2 separate regions of the Gossypium hirsutum genome follow, and region 2 is linked to region 1. A link is a contact called in public Hi-C data. All regions are on one chromosome and are shown on one strand. The core of a region is the stretch at or near the end of the contact, and the rest is flanking DNA. Distances in the headings are between cores, read along the strand shown.

Evidence for each region. Hi-C and Micro-C count contacts between places; a contact is called where the count stands out from the background.
Region 2: a contact with region 1 is called in a Hi-C map of leaf, with 2.4 times the contacts expected there. The contact joins the promoter of LOC107949506 here to the promoter of LOC107949510 in region 1.

The regions. Positions count from the first base shown.
Region 1 is chrD03:31,519,537-31,527,055 of Gossypium_hirsutum_v2.1, forward strand. It overlaps LOC107949510 (iron-sulfur cluster assembly protein 1), which reads right to left and starts at 3,946. Exons shown (of 3, transcript XM_016884173.2): 1 at 3,431-3,946; 2 at 2,807-2,861; 3 at 1,453-1,773. The coding sequence starts at 3,719. The coding sequence ends at 1,632.
Region 2 is chrD03:31,722,024-31,729,542 of Gossypium_hirsutum_v2.1, forward strand. It overlaps LOC107949506 (1-aminocyclopropane-1-carboxylate synthase), which reads right to left and starts at 4,882. Exons shown (of 4, transcript XM_016884168.2): 1 at 4,598-4,882; 2 at 4,383-4,514; 3 at 4,134-4,294; 4 at 2,050-3,449. The coding sequence starts at 4,744. The coding sequence ends at 2,447.

The sequences.
Region 1 (7,519 bases), core at 2,696-5,195:
TTCTTTTTACACAAAACAAATAGTTATAATTTTTTAATTTATGCCAAACTTGATATGCATGATCTATTTGAATGAAGTATAAAATGTGACTGCTAGATTGTTAAAATATTAATTGTATAAAAAAGTTAAGGGTGGGTCTAAAACTACTTTAATTTTACAATGGTCTAAGTGGATCCCTCCCCATATATTGATCCACTTACATCGGTGTAAAACTAAATTACACATTTTCGTATATTATTTTGTAGATTAATATTTTAATGATCCAACCGTTATATTTCATATTACATTCATTTAGATCATGCATGTAAAATCTGAAGTAAATTTAAAATTTACAACGTATGATAAGTATAGCTATATATTTATACAATGTTATAAATAGATAGAGTTATCGAATTAGTTTGAGAAATTACATGCATGATAAGTATACTTCTATTGATAAATTCAATGATTGGATCGTTAACTTTACGTACGTGTAAGTAGATCCCTTCCACTTATAAATTATAGAGATAAATATATAATAAATAACTACCACTAAAATACTGTCATTTAGTTAAAATTATCCATTCATTTAAAAAACACTTTTTTAAAATTTATAGATCAATTTTAAAACTATACATTTAATTAATGTATAATGTTATACATGAACTATTATTTTGAGCAATTTTATATATGAAATATATATTTGATCGAACTTTCACAAATCACTAAAACAATTTTTTTTTTGTATAAATCACTAGTGTCCTCAATCAGTTACAGTTTAACTATTATCCTAGTCGGACCGTGATAATATTAATGTAAAGCCCTTCCAACAATATTAACTCTAAGATTTAAACTTTGTTCAAATACTTAGGGAACAACTCCACTTCCACTTTTTTCAACTACTTAGTGATAATCACTAAAAAATTTATTGATATAACACTATTTTACATTTAAATATTATAGACAAATTATTATCCTTAACTAATATAAAAAGAAAAGTAATACATTCAACTTTTTTAAATGTGTATAATTACACCAAATGAAAGTTAATATATCAAATTAAGTTAATCTTTAATTTTAATATTAATCACTTAATAAATGCTAATCTCAGAACAGGTGAATAAAGAAGTCATTAATTAAAAACCTTGGAAACAATTTTTTTCCAATCCAGACGTCAGTAGAGATGGTGGATTTGATTGTTATCTTCGCCTCTACCTTGGATCCAACGATAAGAAAGCAAAACCACGATCCAGGGCATTCACTACACAATAACAGCCAACTCCACATACAAATGGGATCCCAAATTGCTTACCAATTGCATAACATCAAAGCAGGTCCAAGCAAGCTAAGAGCTCCACATACAAATGGGATCCCAAATTGCTTACAAATTGCATAACATCAAAGCAGGTCCAAGCAAGCTAAGAGGATTAGAACTTGCAACAATAAGCTTAATATTGCTATAATGATCGCGTCTGGACTCAACCAATGCTTTATTCAGTAGTTATAAGTTTTATCATTGACCAAACACATCTTTTGGACAAGTAGTATACTCTTTTCACCCCCCCCCCGGGTGCATGCTATCTTCTAACTTTACATACGATTAGATGATAATCAAAGTTTCCAGAGTTCTTTCCTTAGCATATCCACATACATCAGGCATCAGCAGCCTTGGAATTACCATTCATTTTGCCACGTTTAGCTTCAGCATCTTTCACAGCTGCCTTAATTGCATCTTCAGCAAGCATACTGCAGTGCAGCTTAACTGGGGGAAGTGATAGATGTTTCGCGATCTCCCTGCCAGCATGAGTAAATTTGATTGATTGCAAGAAAAATTAGTTAAAGGACCAACTATTGGTACCACAAAGATGAACAGAATAAATGCAAAATACGGTTAAAACATAACAGCATCCTTTGGCATCAAAATATTATATTTCCTCACCTCATTTCCTCCACTACCACTCACATATATTTTATACATTGCTCTCAAAACTAGATGGGAACACACCAGCACCAGAGCATTAGACTCAAAGGGTTGGTGCATGATCCCCCTACACAAAAGAGCCCAGTTAAAATCCCCACTTCCCCAACTAAAAAATAAAGGGTACAAACCAGTTGACTAAAAGATGAAAGCTATGCATTAGCTTATGCATACTCTATGCAATCACCTTAAAACTTAAAGTTGGATGTTCTTAAGCTACCTATTTAGACAATCATATAATTACAATTTATACCTACATATGTTGCTAGGAAAAAATCACAACATCATCTAATATTTCTTCTCATGACTAACTGTATTTATTATATTGATTCTGTTGATACCTAAAATCGTGATCTGAAAATTAATTAGAAAAAAGGCTCAATAGACAAAGCTAGACAAGCCTTTAAACTCAGGTCAATCTTTATGAGCGGAAAGTGCGACTTCTACTAATTCGTTGCCACCACTAGGCCTTAATATCATTGTGCATACACATGAAGAATAAAGAATGACCTAGAATTACTAAAGTAAACTTAGTTAACAAGCATAACAAAAAATTCATATTATAAGTAATTAAAACCTTCCCTTACCAAATGCAGATATGGTTAAATGAAAGCGGCCAAAAAATTGTAAGAAAGGAAGTTAAAAGAATGGGGGAGAGAAGATGATCTATCCATAGCATTCTACAATGTTTAAATTAAAAGCGAAAAATACGAACAGTGTGTGCAAATAACTTAATCAAGTAATCAAAAAATTCCACTAGTTTCCAAGGTCAGATACCAAAAAGGAATACCGCAAAATACCCCAGGAGACGATAAGAATCAAATAAATACATATGGGACTAATACTTACGTGTTTTTAATAGTAAGCACTTCGTCCATGCTTTTCCCTTTCACCCATTCAGTAGCTGCAACATGAAAAGCTCCAAGTTACTACCCAGGTCCTCCACAAAAATTGAAGGCCGTTTGAAATAAACTCATATGTACAAAACATTGAATAACATCAATAAAAACAGATTAGAAGTTTCAACATTACTGACAAAACACATTTGTTCCGTTGGTTTGTTTTTTTATAATAGCAGCTTTTTTCTGCTTCCCAAAATCAACAATAATTCAACATGTCGGTTCCATATTAAAGAAAAATCATGCATTTTCTTCATAAAAAGATAAATATTATATTGATTGATAAACATTAATATTTGCTTTTGTATAAAAGGACTCTTTTTCTTTTGTTTTGGATGAGAAACAAAAATAAAGTATCGAAATAAAAACTAATCCGTGTGAAATTCCCTTTACAATCAGAGAATTTGAAATTAGGATTACTTTTTTTGGACTTGAAATTGAACTTAATAGAAGAAAACAATAAATAAATAAATAAAATATCACAGCACCGATTGTGGATTGAAACAAACTATACCCATAAACCTGAATAACCAGAAGTGTATATACATAAAAAAGGAAAATCGAAGGGGCATACCAACAGAAGAAGAGGCAATGGCCGAGCCACAACCGAAGGTTTTAAAGCAAGCATCAACGATTTTGCCCGAATCCTCGTCGATTTTGATTTGCAACTTCATAACATCACCGCAAGCAGGAGCGCCGACCAGGCCGGTACCAACGTTGGGGTCGTTCTTGTCGAAGGAACCGACGTTACGAGGATTGTTGTAGTGATCGATGACATTCTGGTGGTAAAGACGTGGCAGAGTCTGTAGGGGAGGCGATGGGGAGGGAATCCCGAGCAGCTTCTTCGACACCATCCTCAACATTTTCACTGAGTTAGGGCTTGGATTTGGGAACTTTGATTGGTTGTACGCAGATATATATATATATAGAGAGAGAGAGAGAGAGCGCTTGAAGAGACGGCTATATGGGACGCGTGGGAGGGTGAAGAACAGATTCTGGAGTTTCCTTTGTAAGATAGAACCAACACACGTCAGAGTTTTTCTCCTCTATTATGGGATCACATTCTTTTAAAAAGTTGAGGGTTAATAAATTATCAAAATCCCTGCATTCATATATTTAAAATTTAAATTTTTTTATTATTTAAAAAATTAGGATTTTTTTTCTAATTTAACAATTCAAGTTTAATTATTAGTATTTTTAAAATTTTTAGTTAAATTTAGATTAATTACTGCATATTTTTTATATAACTACCAAGTATTTATTTTATTCCAAAATAATACACTAGTGAATTTAATTAAAAAAATTTATCATATGAATAATTAATTTTAAATTTTAAAATTTATACTTTTAAATTAAATTAATAAAATAAAAATGAGTGATATAAAGTCTAAACTCTAAATCTAAAACATATTTTAATGAATTATGTTATCTAAAAAGTTGAATTATGCTATTAGTAAAAAAATAATATAATAATAAAGAGGGGTTCAAGCCTCAAACCCTTCAAAATAAAAAAAAATCAAGGTTTTTCCTTTGCCGCAATGGTAGTTCTTTTCTAATTTGGCCTGTTAAGGTTGCAGGTGCAATTAAGACTATTGTTTCTGGTTAATTAGGGATTGGATCTTGGGTGTTTGGAGCGTACAACTCTAATTAATTGAACATAAGAGCGTTTAGTCTGATTTTTGCCGAAACATTGTGATGGAATACGATTTAGCGAATTTGAGAATCATGATGGGGAGGAGGAGATCTGGGCAGTGGATGAGGATGTGGAACAGGAATTTTTTTCTAATGGGGTGTTTCTTGACAGCAATAATGGTAAACTTTCAGACCATGAAGAATATGTTGGCTAACATTTGGCACCCAATAGGTGGTGTAGTTATCTTAAATCTGGGGGAGAAGAGATTTTTATTTAAATTCTATCATGAGGTGGACATTGACAGAGTGATAAAGGGGGCACCATGGACCTTTAATAACCATCTGATGGTTTTTCATAGTCTATTGAAGGATGAGGACTCAATGGAGGTGCCATTGACTTATTCTTTTTTCTGGGTGCAAATTCATGATCTATTGCTAGGAATGATTTCAGAGATGGTTACTAAGCAATTTGGTGATTTTATTGGGTCTTTTATTGAATATGATGCGAGGAAGATAAGGTAGGGATATCGGAGTTATATGAGAATATGAGTATTAGTGGAAGTGAGAGTTCCATTAAAGAGGAGGAAGAAATTAATGACACTGAGTGGAAAATAGTTTTATGTGAGATTCTAATATGAAAAGTTAACCTTGTTTTGTTTCTTATGTGGTCGATTGGGCCATGGGGATAGTTTCTGTCCATTACGAGTTAAAAGCAAAGGGCAGAATCTAGAATTAGGTTGGGATACATCTTTGCGGGTGCAAGAAAGGAGATCTAATTTACCCACAAGCATATGACTTAGGGAGGACATTGGTAATAGGTCGAAAGGAAGCAAGTATGGAAAAATGGAGCAAAACGATGGAAAAAAGGGAAGGTGAGCAGATGAATCAAAAATTTGAGGGGGGAAGACATGTGAATCGAATTATGGGTTTTAATTTAGAAGGACGAATAAAAGGGGTGTTGGGGGGGGAGGATTAGTATGTGGGAGATCCAAAGGAAAAAATGAGAATGCAAGAGGAAGAAGATAGTCTATTAGCGGATGTGAAAGGTAAGAAGAGATAGAGTGGGACTCCAGATTTAGAGGATGTGATAGAACCAATGGAATGCTCGAGGGGTTAAGGGTCAGTCAATCAAACAAAAATATCGGTAACCGTCAAAAGGTCAACTGACCGACAACAATGAAAATCTTATGTTGGAATGTTCGAGGATTGGGGAGTCTTCGGGCTTGTAGGAGGTTTCAGCATGTTCTGAAAGCCAATCGTCCCTACATGGTCTTCTTCATAGAGACCAAACTAGATAGCAGAAGATTGAAGCATGTTAGGAAAAGATGTGGTTACTACAATAGGATTGACGTATCAGTAGAGGGTACAAAAGGAAGATTGAGTTTAGGATAGCTGGAAGGAAGTAAAGTTAGTTTAAATAGTTTTTCAAAAAATCACATTGATTTGAAGGTGGAAGATGAGTCTGTTGATAGGCAATGGAGATTTATAGGCTTTTATGGGTCTCTTGATATTCAATTGAAGGAAATGACTTGGAACTTGTTAAAGTCATTAAGGAAAAATTCGAGGCACCCATGGATAGTGGGTGGGGATTTTAATGAGATATTATACTCATTTGAGAAGAAACGAGACATGGTAAGAGACAGGGAGTGAATGAAAGCATTTAGGGAAATGTTGGATCAATGTCAATTGGAGGAAGTAGGGTTTACGGGTCCTATACTCAGGAGAGGGACAACTTTGAGAACAAAAATATAAGGGAGAGGTTTGGTCGCTTTGTGGCTTATATGGAATGGTGGGAGCTATTTCCTAAGTACAGGGTCAAGCATTTAGGACATTCTTTTTCAAATCATTGTCCTTTGTTATTGGAAACGGAGCTTGACAATCAAAGGCACCAAGTGCAATACTTTCGATTTGAATAGTGGTGGTTACTTGAGGAATCGTGTGAAAAAGAGATAAGAGAGTTATGAGAGGGTAGTAATTTGAGTGTTCCGAAGCGTCTTGAGATGGTTGGGAAAGGCTTAATGAAATGGGCGAGTAAATTGAGAATGATGAAAGTTGGAAAGATAAAGGACCTAGAGGAAGAATAGAGGAATGAACGGACACTATTCTTGGTGATGTTATTGAAACAAAATTAGAACTCAATATGGTAATGGACAAGATGGAATTATATTGGGAACAAAGGGCAAGGGCAAATTGGCTAAAAAATGGGGACCGAAATACAACTTCTTTTCATAGGTTTGCCTCATAGAGACGAAGAACAAATAATATAAAGGAACTTGAAAGGGAGGATGGTATGTTTGCAACCAATATAGAGGAGATGGCCGAAATAGTGAAGGAGTATTTCTCAGATCTATCCACATTAAATAGAAGGGGAAAAGTGATGCGGGGTCTTGAAAGAGTTGATAAAAGCATAATGGGAGAAATGAATAAGATGTTAATGGTAGAATACACTATTGAGGAAATCATATCAGCATTAAAAGAGATGGCTGCACTGAAGGTGGTAGGGGACAATGGATTCCCTGATTTATTTTTCAAAAACTTTGGCATATCATTGGTAAAGAAGTGGGGAAGTTCTGTCTTAACATTCTCAACAAAAGGGAGTCTTTGGAAGGTATTAACTCTACACTTATTGTGTTAATTCCTAAAACTTCTAGACCAGGTGATTTAAGAGATTTTAGACCTATTAGTCTTTGTTCTGTGTTATATAAAATTATCTCAAAAGTGGTGACTAATCGTTTTCGAAAAGTGCTTGATGTATGCATAGATAAAGCACAAAGTGTGTTTGTACCAGGAAGAATGATTACTGATAATGTTCTCCTTGCTTATGAGATTTTGCATGTGCTCAAGCAAAAGAGAGTGGAGAAAGCAGGTTCGTTTGAGCTTAAGCTCGATATGAGCAAGCCATATGATAGAATGGAATGGGGATTTATATAAGAAATGATGGTAAGACTGGGCTTTGATGTGAGATGGATTAATATCATAGTATTAATTTCATTTCTTACTCAGTTTGTTTAAATGGAGAAAGAAGGGATAA
Region 2 (7,519 bases), core at 3,632-6,131, 200 kb after region 1:
CATTAAAAACGAGACCGAAATCACATACCATGCAAACACTTGAACTAGCGGAATCTTCAAAGCTCAAAAATGGCTATTTCTTCCTTTAATTTCAGTGGAGAAAACCATTAGGGAAGATGATACCAAATTTTGCCTTATTTTAGTTTAAGTTAATTTATTAAATTACCATTTTAACCTTAGTTATTAACTTTAAAATCAACCAAAACATGTCCATATTTGTCCACTAAAATTAAGGATGGTATAATTACTAACTAAATCCTTTAGATTTCCTTTCCATAACCATTTGACCCCTTTAACTAATAGAACTCAACTTTTACACCTTTTACGATTTAGTCATTTTCACCTAATTAACCAATTAAACTTCAAAATTTCTTAACAAAATTTTAATACGACCTTAATAAAATCCTGTAGACATTAAATAAAAATTAAAATAATAATTCACTCGTCGAAATTGTGGTCCCAAAACCACTATTTGCGACACTACTAAAAACGAGCTGTTACAAATATTTAACATTTTAAACTTTGAAACAAATTAATAAAATTATAAAAATGTGGAAAAATCAATTTAGAGATTTTGAAATTGTTTATAAACAATTCATAGGTGTTCGGAGGTTTTAAGGACCAAGAACAAGCTTATGGGAGCTCAAAACACTGTTGCTTTTTGGCCTACTAACTTCAAAGGTTCCAATATTGACTTATCCTCCTGCTTTATAGTTTTTTTAGCTATTGACTTTAAAGGTTCCGGTACTTTTAATATAAGTTTTGGAACCTGAGCTCCTAGGACCAAATTTTGGTTACTGACTTGCAAAGCTTTGATACTTATAACCAATGGTTTGTACCATTGATGTAGGGGACCAAAATTCTCATTGAAAAGCTCTTTTGAAGGATGCCAAACTCCTCCAAATCATACTATCACATAAGATAAATATGGGCTCAATATAGGATCAAGAACTCAACTCAAATCGTGCATTTCTTCCTAGTTTCATCAACACATCAACATAATTTCAAGATAAAATCTCAACAGCAAGGGGGAGAATAACATACATGCCAATATTACTTACAACATCATTTAAGGTTCAAGGTCACCAAATTAATGTCTCAAAATAAGATCAATGCAACATCCATTCATCGAACCCAAGAAACATGAAACTAATATATATGCATACTAATTGGACTCACTAGTACATGTCACTATGAGCCAACTACACAAAAGTTTCATACTCTTGTAACTGAGCAATGGTGTGAGGTGGTGATCTACAAGGTGAGCCAAGCTTCAAAATCAACTCAAACTTATATACAAAGCAAACATTGCAGTAAGCACGAGCTTAGTAAGCTTCATGAAATAAAATATACTCACCCTTAATCAAAATTTAACCATAAGAATTGTAATGATTATATTGGCTATATTATTTGATAAACTTGATATAGAATAGAAAAGTTTCTTTTTTGTTGTTACATATCCAGTAGAGAATTCACTCAAAAATACCATTTCAATTGTTTAAATCACATAAATACAATCATTTTTTAGAATTATCCATTTTTATATTTGTATGCTTTTTTATAACCCTAGCAAACTATGGTTTGGACACTCAAAAGTCCATCCCGCTAACTCCAACATATATTGCACTAAAAGTGCTTCAACCCAAACACCAACATATAAGGCTAAAAACATACCGTAGTACTATGTCATAAGGCAACGTATCATATTTCTATTCAATGATAAATCTCTGCTGAAGAAAAGCAGAATTAAATGGCATGTCATATGTGTCCTAGCTATTCCACTAAGTTTCAAGGGCATTTCATATTCTTAAACATCTTAAACATTAGTAATTTCATAAATTAAGAGGTCATGTTCATACATTTTATGTAAATACACATATAATTGTTTCTAATATGGCACAGTGAATCTCATGTGAATTAGTATACATACCTCACCATACATATAAAATGTCTAACAATTACTTACTAGATTTATTAAACGTCAGCTTTTAATGGCAATGGTAATAGTTACTTAATTTATTGAATGTTACTATCAACTTAGTAGAAAAATTGAATACAAGAGATAATCCTTTATTCAATCACTGAATGGGGTTTAGGGTTAAAAATTCGGAACTAATATTTTTTTTTGTTACAAAGCCCTAATAAACAATACAAACAACCAACAATGACATACTTGTGTACGAGAGCAGTGCTCTACCAACATTTAACTTCCCTCACATTACACTTTATGAATGTAAGGAAAGACAAAAAAAGGAAATACAATAGTTGATGCATGAATCCATGGAGTCCCCCATGCGATGGAGAGCTTCCACCAAAAGGATGATAGTGTATGAGGTAACTCCATGAAAAGAATGCATATCATATTCTCTATTTTTTTTTACAAATTAATTAAAAAACACGAATAAAATAAACTATCCTTTTCTCCGTTAATGTCGAAAACCGATTTTCAAGTCCTGGCTCGAACGAGGGGTGATTGAGGTAACGGAGAATGTGGTGACATAATGCCAGCAGGTGACATGAAATCATCCATTCTTCGTGATAAGCTACGTGATAAGCTGAGTTTAAGGCTGCTTCGTCTGCATAACTTGCGAGGAACTATGGACTCATTGTTCTTAAGGATAAAGCTTCTAATCCTCGATAAAGCAACTTCCATGGTGTTATCCTCCATATTAGCAAAACAAACCCTAAACCAACCAGGTTCATGACAATGAAAGGACGACCCTGGTGAAACATTAAGCTTAACTTCATTGATTATCACTCGCCACAAATCCATTTCAGCATCGAACGTCTTCTCTTTAAGAAGTTTACGAAGGTCCATCCATATAAACAACCCACCATTACTCTTCAATGAACCAATACCAACTTGTGAAAGACTCCATGTGAAATACATGTGCCTTTTGAACAACTGTTCTTTGCTTTCCATGATGAAATTATGAAGGAAATCATCATCGTTCAACATGGTAGCAATTAAATGCTGTGTTTGTGATGAAACCAAGCCATAACTTGACATTTTACGAGCACAATTCACCACTGCATCATTGTATGAATATACAATGCCAACTCTAAAACCAGGGAACCCCACGTCTTTAGAAAGACTGTAAACAATGTGGATTAAATCATGGTTGCATTCAACTTCTTGTATGACCTCTGAAATACTGACGAATTCAGGGTCTTTGAAGACCGTGGCGGCATAAATTTCGTCACCTATTAGGTGAATGTTCTTTTCGTTTATAAACTTCACGATGCTCTTTAATGTCTCTCGATCCATTATAGTTCCTAATGGATTTGATGGATTTGTTATGAGTAAACCCTTGACTTTAAGGTTAGCTTCTTGAGCTTTTTCATATGCAGCTTCCATGGCGGTCCTAGTGATTTGGAAATTATGTGAACTTTCACAAATCACTGGTACAAGTTCAACTCCTGTTCTCCACCTTAAGTCACGATCAAATCTGCAAAATTATTAAACCCGAAAAAACTTAAATTGAATCAACCTAAAACCGACCCTACTTGTCCTATACATACAGCTGTTATGATGAAGAGTTAGGTATAAAGAAGAAATGAAGATGATGATGACTACTCAACTTTCCGTTAGTGTCCCACTAAGGATGATGAACCCTCATATTTATGATAAATCTTCTTATTTATTTTCAATTTTCACTTTTTACCTACCAAGTTCCATCAATAATACAAAGATGGGCCATGAACTTTAAAGGGTTTTAACATCAAAAGAAAGGGTACAAGGCTGCTTTCAAAGTAAGGGACGTGTGGGCATGGTGAATTTTACCCAGATTTCAATTTCCATCCCTCCCTATGAACAAAGCCTAGGCGGCGATGTTGCCACAATTGACTTTACTGCTAAGTTGACTAAGTTTTCATTAAACTAATCTTAAGTCATAATTTAACACTTAATTAACAAATTCCTTCCTTCATTTCTCTTGACTTCACATATGTAGGTTGGTTTGGGGACAAAAGGTCAGTGTTGGTCATTGAAAATTCCAATTTGAGCTCTTTCTATACACCTAATTTCCATTCTCTACCCGGTATTACAGGAACTGTATGTTATTGAATGTATCAACTTAACCTCCCATATATATGTTAAAAGAAAAACCCAAAAAAGAATTTGATGAATTTACCCTGGATAATATGGAGTAGGAACCAATAATGCTTCACCAGGATCAGCCAAGCAAAAAGCCACCATTTCATGAGCACCAGTTGCTCCACCACTCATAACAATACGGTCTGGGTCAAATTTCACTCTATCTCCCCTCACTTTCCCCATAAATTTGGCAACAGCCTGTTGTAATAACATACACAAAGTATTGATTAATTACCATGTAATTAAAGAAACAAAAGAGAAACTCTGTTATTTTGCGTTGCCATACTTGTCTGAACTCAGGCATCCCATGATAATCCTGGAAAAGTGCAGTCTCTTTGAACCTGTTTACACCTTCTGCAGTACAAAGGGAAGCCTCTGGGTGTTCCATTAGCCACTTTTTGATGAATTCAAAACAAAGCTGGTAAACATTAACGCCATTAAAATCAATCAAAATTCTCAGTTTTTCTAAATAAAAAAAATACTGGGAAATGAAATACGTACCTGATTTTCAGCTAGACCCATTTGAATAACACCATCAGGTCTATCAATAGGGTGAAAAGGATTGGTTTCATATGCTTTCCATCCATCAAAATAAGGTGAGTTTTCACCATGACCATTACCAGTAGCAATCTTTGACATGGAAACCATTTTTTGTGAACTACAAAGAATCAACTAAAACAAAAAATGAAACAAGTAACTACAGAAAAATTAGCTTTTTTTGAACGAGAAAGAATTTTGATTATATTAGTTGAATTGGGTGATGAGCTTGTAGGTTATTTGTCCGCCTATTTATAGAGCGTTATTTCATAGAGTATTAATGTCTATGGTGAGTGGGGTCTACAAAAAGTTTGAAAGTTCCATGAAAGAGAAAAGAAGTATACCTGGAGTCACTCGGTCACGAAGGCTCGCCCGAAATGTAAGATGGTTTTGGTAAAAATATATGTTTAAAAAATAAACTTAGATAAAAAAATAAAGTCCGTTTAAAAAACGGGTAAGGCTTCAGGTAAAATATTTTTTCCCGGGCCTGATCCAGCCCAAATTCACTAAAGGATAATTTTTTTTTGTTTTTTAATATTATTTTCTTATTGTTTTCTCTCTATTTTGCTACCATTTTACTATCATGTTGCTACTATTTTGTTATTATTGTTTGGATATTGTATAAAATTTATTTTATTGTTAATTTTGTTATTATTTTAAAGACATTTGTTAATTTTGTTATTATTTTAGAGGCATTTGCTTGTTAAGTTGCATCTATCTTAGTGTTATTTAAGTATACATATTTTTTAAAATTTATTTTCAATTTGTTGGGAAATATTTATTTTGATGTTTTTAGTATTTTTGATGTATTATATATTTTAAAATTATATAAAAATTAATATAAAAATTAATATGGGCGGGCCGGGTCAGCCCGGATTTTAACATTTTTATCTGGGCCGGTTTGGGTAAAATTTTAAGTCTATTTTTCGGGCTAGGCCCGGGCTCGGGCCTAAATTTTTAGTTGAGCCTGGCCCGGCCCATGCACACCTCTAGAAGGAAGAAGATGAAGGACAAATATATAGGTTAATTTTGTTATTAAAATTTTCAAATATTAAAATTTCAATCCTCTCCAAATGATAATTGTTAAATTCATTAAGTTATGTTATTTTCGAAATCTGATGCGGCAAATATATTATCATATGTGTAATGTTATGTCAGCTTGTTATTTTCACATAATACTCACTAAAAATCCAATTAATGTGACTAACGACTATCTTTAGCTTCAAGACTGAAGAGTACAGAGACTTAGAATGATCCAATTAGAGAATATGGATAAATCTATAATTGTACGCATAGTATAGGACTAATAATTCAGTTTAACCAAACCGATTTAACTGTTATTGTTTGGATCAGAATTAAAATTTCAAAATTCAAAATGTAAGGGACTAAAATGGACAAATTCAAAAGTACAGTGATTAAAATTGATCAAATTAAAGTATAGAAACTAAATTCACAACTTTCATAAAGTATAGGGACAAGTAGTAGACTTTATCCTATATATGTTTGACAGGTTTCTCTTTTAGGAATTTGGTGACCATTAAATTTGATATTGGAAATTTAGAAAAAAAGAATTGAAGGTGGAAGCCTCTTCTATTCTATTCTACTCCTATTAGGAATTACGACCAAAGAAATTAACATCACCGCAACATAATGGATGACAGATGTGAAGATTCAATCATGATTTAGTTGAATAAATAAATGAGGTTGAGAAATTCTTAGGCTTAACTATAGTAAAAGTATTGTACATGTCCCTATATTCTTAAAATGAGTATGGAGATGTTTGTACCTTTGACAAAAACAACCAAACCAGTAAAATATTATTAATATTTTAAATTTTAATTAAATGATGTATGCAAATTGAATTAAATAAAATTGTTCTAATTTTAAAATTAATCACACATCATTTGATTATTTTTAAACTATATAATTTTAAACGTATACAGTAAAATTTTCACTCATTTTAAAAGTAAATCAAAATGCACTTTGTGGTATTATTCAAGTACATGTACAACATTTTTAAGATTTAAATTCAAATTTAATCATATTTAAATTTGATTATGATTGTAAGATGAAAGCAAAATTAAGTGTTATTTATTTATAAGTCTAATTTGATTGAGTTAGTATTATGAGTTAATTAAATACCAATTTAGTTGAGAAAAGACGAAAATATTCTCAGAAAAAATTATATTATTTTAAGGATATTTTTATCATTTTATATAGAAAATTACACATATAATAAGATATAAATTTGTGCCTCTTTAATATATGATAGTTAAATTTTAGCATTAAACCAAAGTCTCATTTATTATTTATATATATATTATTGTAAATATATTTGTTACATAAGTTTGATTTTCACTTGCATTGTGAGTGTGCCATAATTTAATATAGATGATGCTATTAATTGAGTTGATGTCACAATTCAATTCAATAATTAGTTTTTTAATATAAAACTTTTTTTTCACTAACATGATAACTTTTTAACATGCTAAAAAAAATGACAATAACATGATAAATAATCGAAGTACATTTATTATTTTTAATCTAATGTATTTATCTATTTAATTTCCTTTTACTCACAATTTAAACTATTTTTTTATTTTAATTGCATACTTATTATTATTTTCAATTCATACGTTCTATTATTTATTATATTTTATTTGTAAACTTATATATATTCTAATTACATAATTTCCAATCATATTTTTAGTTATAGAAAGAAAGACAACAGTATTGCCTATCCATTAAATTCAATTTACTACAAACATTTATTGGGTTTTCTCATGTTATTTTTGACTTTATATGCACACAGCTCAACCAACATTTTCCACTTCCACAATTTACTTTATTCATTGTGGATTCCAAAATCTTCAAAACCAGGTACGC